Regions from separate parts of the Lactuca sativa genome. Here region 1 is linked to region 2. The links are chromatin contacts, called in public Hi-C maps. All regions are on one chromosome and are shown on one strand. The core of a region is the stretch at or near the end of the contact, and the rest is flanking DNA. Distances in the headings are between cores, read along the strand shown.

The links. Hi-C and Micro-C count contacts between places; a contact is called where the count stands out from the background.
Region 1: a Hi-C map of leaf shows a contact between it and region 2, with 7 times the contacts expected there. The contact joins the promoter of LOC111881034 here to the promoter of LOC111881170 in region 2. A contact is called at or near these places in 2 of 4 Hi-C or Micro-C datasets (leaf and seed).

Annotation. Positions count from the first base shown.
Region 1 is chr4:312,149,872-312,152,571 of Lsat_Salinas_v11, reverse strand. It overlaps LOC111881034 (glycine-rich protein 2), which reads left to right and starts at 1,394. Exons shown (of 1, transcript XM_052770618.1): 1 at 1,394-2,398. The coding sequence starts at 1,470. The coding sequence ends at 2,210.
Region 2 is chr4:311,842,369-311,845,068 of Lsat_Salinas_v11, reverse strand. It overlaps LOC111881170, which reads right to left and starts at 1,395. Exons shown (of 5, transcript XM_023877570.3): 1 at 1,134-1,395; 2 at 731-836; 3 at 533-621; 4 at 249-401. The coding sequence starts at 824.

The DNA of each region.
Region 1 (2,700 bases), core at 145-2,644, 310 kb before region 2:
AAAAGGTTGACCAAATGATGATGTCAGCATATCGATCTAATGATAGAAAATATATAAATGAAACACAATCAATGACTCTGATTGTTGAAAGTGATGTCACAAAATTTCTCTTTTAATAATATTTAAAGATAATATTTAATATGTTTCCTTTTAAATTCAAATTTTAAATTTTAAATTTCAAATCTAAAATTTTAAATTTAAATAAATTTTTGTTTAAACTTTCATATTTAATTTTTTGCTTTATCAAAAGAAATCTATACATCGTTATTCATTATACATTTAATCAGTATTTAATGAAATCTGTGTATCTGTATATGTGTGTCTGCATGTATAATTCAGAAAAAAGCCATATACATATGTGTGTTTGCTCCTATGTATGTCTGTGTATCTGTATCTACATGTGTTCTACCATCTGCATGTAATGACCGCAACAAAATTTACTTAAATAATTTAACTACATGTACTAAATGATGATTTCACTTTGAAAATTCGTTTCATCAAGTCATGGATCCTTAAATGGTTCAATAACGAATATGATTTTTTTCCATTATGTTATTTTAATGGACGAACAAGTATTTTACAAACCAGTTTTTTATATTTTTGTTTTTATATTTATAAAGTCCATAAATATATTATATTTTACTTTTGAAATTGATGTTCAGTTAATTTATTATCGTTGGCATGATAAATAACAATCTACATAATGCAGCTTGGTATAATGAAGCTTTATCAATTGAATTACCAAAGCTTATGAAAAAATTATTACTTCCAATCAATTTGATCTTTCCAAATCAATTTAAAAGACTTAGATTTATGAATGTCACAATGACAAATACACAAAAACCATGACTTCATTTGTTCCTAGGTTATTAATTTTTACTTGAATCATTTAATGAGAAATCTGCTTATCGTTATTCATTATACATTTAATCAGTAGATAATGAAATATATGTATTTGTATATGTGTGTCTGCAATCACCATGAACATTTAAGAAGGAGTAAAAAGTAATGGTTTTAAAAATCTCCATTTGTAGTTAAATACTTACCATTTATTGTGTAATTAAATATTTACAAATCAAAAACTTATTAAAAAAATACAATATAAGTTTTCTAACTTAATGATATATTATTTATTACATAATTAAATTTTAAAATTCTATTTAACATTAACACCCGTGGGTTCCACGAGTTTTCATCTAGTTTAGCATTGCTTACGGACATTTTGTTACGATACCAAAAAAATATAGTCAAAATAAAGATATATATGGTTATTTTAATAAATAAATTTTAAATAAATATAAAAATTTAGTTAATTTCGAAAATAAAATAAAAAATAAAAAAAAATATCAAAATAGAACAAACATCAAAAGCGCCGAAACGAGTTAGGGTTCCATTGAGGGCTCAAGTATATATACGCAGATCTCCTAAATACTTCAAGGTGTTTCATTAGGTTTTTGGGATCGGCAGCAATGGCGGAAACAACTGGTGTAGTTGTTCGTTTTCACGATAGCAAGGGCTACGGCTTCATCAAGCCCGATGATGGCGATGAAGATCTGTTCGTTCACCACTCCGAGATTCAGTCGGATGGTTACCGGAGTCTTTCCGAAGGTCAGAAGGTTAAGTTCTTAGTTGTTGAAAAAAATGATCGGAAACAAGCTGTTAGTGTAACTAGTGTCGACGGATCTAGTATCGAAAGAAACCGTAACCGTGATGGTTTTGGCGGCGGTCGTAGAGGCGGTGATGATGGCTACGGATTTAGCCGCGGCGGCGGCGGTGGTTTCAAGGGTGGTAATGGTAACGGCGGCGGGGGCGGCGGACGTGAGTGCTACAATTGTGGTGAATCTGGGCATTTCGCTAGGGATTGCAGAGTGAATAGCGGCGGAGGCGGTGGCGGTGGCGGCGGCGGGGCTTGCTACAGTTGTGGTGGGTTTGGTCATTTAGCTAGGGATTGTAATAGTGGGCGCGGAGGTAGTGGCGGTGGCGGTAGCGGCAGCGGCAGCGGCAGCGGCAGCGGCGGATGTTATAACTGTGGTGAGACAGGGCATTTGGCAAGGGATTGCAAATCAGGCGGTGGCGGTGGTGGTGGTGGCTACTCCAGGTCTGGCGGTGGTGGTGGAGGTGGCTATAAGTCCGGCGGCGGTGGTAGCTGTTACAATTGTGGAGAACCGGGGCACTTCGCTAGAGAATGTCCTACCGCTGCCAGTTCTTGATACATCAACTAACAGGTGGATCTTTCTAAGTACATTTGGTATTACTTTAATTTAATATTTTAGGGTTTTATTTTTGAGCTTATACAGAGGAACAATCATTATAGTATTTTAGTTGTGTGGCAATCTTATGAATATATTATGGTGACTGGCCTAGTTATTATTTTAACTAGGTAACGTTTTTTGGCTTATTTTTGTTCGTCATGATCTTAACATAAAATTATATATATTTTTATAATTTTATTTTTAAATCTTGGTGGATATCTGATTTATAATGCATGATTTTGATTTATGAATAAAATGCAATTAATGAATGATCAACTCAATGTGTTTTGGCTTTTGATTTGTTTGAAGCTACCATGACATGATATGGTGGTAATGTGGTTATGAGTTTGTGTTCGTTTATTGTTTTAGTTTTGATAGACCGAGTTGGTGAGGTTTCACCGGACATGACTCGAATGCTTTGAATGAGATTTTGCTAAATTGTTTAGAT
Region 2 (2,700 bases), core at 146-2,645:
TCTTGTCAAACCCAAATTACGTGGGCCCATTTGTAACATAAGAGAACAATACACAACCTTATACTGTGTTTGGCATGCATTGGACTGAGAATCCGATGTTGATGGGACACAAATTACAATCTTTTGTCCCACCAAAAAGGGTTCTCAAAATGTTGTATATGAAAAAGACATAAATGCCCTATTCATCATGATCATTATAAATAGCCCTAGAAAGCCTGTCCAGTACAGTCTGTATGAGAATAACTTACAATGGTGGTAGAATTAGGGTTTGTACGAACTGATTGTTGCAGAGTGCTGCCATAAAATAAGCACTTTTTGTTCTGATCATCAACAAGCATCGCGTATAATTGTTTTTCTGAACAGAATACAGAAAGCCTGGGTTTCTTCTGTGTGCCATTGTACTACTCAAACCAAACACAAAATCAATGACATGTGAAAATTGAAAATGATGAAATTGGAAATATAGGGATAAATACAGGAAATAGCATTGTAATTTCATTTATTTGTGTATAATAACATCTTACTTCCATACCTTTTTCTGCAATCTTCTGTTCCGGACTTTTGGGCTTTCTACCCTAGTTCTGGCTCTTGCTTCAATCACCCATGGCTTTGTATGAACAGCTATAGAAAGACAATGGAATTAGTATACAAAAATGGTCAATGATTTCATCGAACTTATTTACAGATGAATTTCAAGATATAATTTCATTTAGAACTGAACTTCACTTACTTCTACTCTGAATTGGAGGAAAACTCAACGAACCATTTCCAAAGAGATCACAGCTCTTGAATTGTAGAAGCCTAGGGAATGCCTGAAGCGCCATATTTATAATTGCCTGTTAAAGATTATATTTACAACTTAATCAACCACTATGAGCTGCGAACTTCCACCTACGAAATGAATGGAGAAAATAGAAAATTAAGCTTGTAATGACATCATTAATCATAGAATATTCATTGGGCATTTCGTCGAACAGGTTTAAGGAGATAGGTTTCATCTTTAACCAGCAATCAACGACTCGACTGGACAGCAAAAGAATCGAGAAGTTGCCAAATTGATATGCTTGGTGATCGATTAATTGACAAAGCCAGATATAGTGCAAAAGTTTATGGAGAATGAAAGATATACTTACTTGCAGGTGTTTGGACTTGAACTGAAGAAGAAGAAGAAGAAGCAAAGAGAAGAAAACGAAGAGCCGGTTGCAACAACGAAACCCTAAGTCGTTTCTTCACTTGTCGTTTCCGGATTGCGACGAGAAGCAACAAAGAAATTGTTTTGGGTTTTGCCCGTTTCAACGAACTAATCAAAATTTGGTGGCCGTGTTCCCGCGAAGCGTCCCAGTGAGCAGTGGCCGTGAACCAAGAACTTTTGTAGAGAATCCTTTTCTAAATACATCGATCCATTTAATTACTCTCCCATGTATTTTAAAATTAAAAAACAACATAATAGATATAGTTATATAAATGAAGTATTTAATATAATAAATATGATTATAAATTACAATAAATATGTTTTCTCTTTTCTTATTTTAAAAAATACTTAATGTTTACATTTTGATATATATTTTTTAATTAACCCATATAATATATGGGTTTCACACGTAGTCCAACAATATATCTAGGTGTATGGATTTGACTTTGAAAACAAAACCATTTTTACCAAAAGTTCGTATTAGCTTATTTAGAAGAAAAATAATGTTAAGAAAACTTTATTTGAATTAGTTTACGGAGTTTCAATTTTAAATAATCTAATAACATTTTTAATGTCTATTTGAAGAAAATATTAACTAAAAAATATTTTTAACAAAAGTATCCACTTGGTCATATATATATATATATATATATATATATATATATATATATATATATATATATATATATGGGACGGTTCATTTGAGATTAAAAAAAATAAATAAAGATCTTGAGATTCAACCTTAGCTACATATTTCTCATTTGTCATTCTAATACTTCAGCGCACCGACAGCAACGGGTATGTCTAATCATAAATGATTATATGACAGAGAGGTATAATCATATAGGATTATACATGTTTATATGTATATGTCTAATCATAAATGATTATACATATATGTCTAATCTGTGAATGAGTAATCATAAATGATTATGACAGTTGGTAGCAAAAGAGGTGCTAGTGACAAAGGTGGGGGTTGTATAAGTAACGGAGGTGACAGTTGTGAGGTCGACTGGTATCAGAGGTGATGGTAGTGGTGGTGGCGTGGCGGTTATGGTAGAGGGGATGGTGGCGGGGGAGAAAGGAATGGGCGGCGTTGTATAATCATTTATGATTATACCAGGTCTACCACGCCAGTACGTCGGAGGGTTAGAGTGACAGATGTGAGATTCGTGGATGAGGTTGAATCTCAAGATCTCTATTTTATTTTTAATCTCAATGGAACCTACCTATATGTATGTGTGTGTGTGTGTGTGTGTATATATATATATATATATATATGTGTGTGTGTGTAGGTTCATGTTGTGGATGAACTTGTGTGGACCTAGAGACTAATCAGAATTTAAAAAAACTTAAACCATTAAGTAAATAAAAATGGTTAGTTTGGTAATTTCATTTAAAGATAAGATAATTTCCACAAATATTCTTCTAAAATCATGCTAATTACATATATATTATATTAATTATTTTTCAAAAGTCATAAATGGAGTTCTTTACTACATTCATCA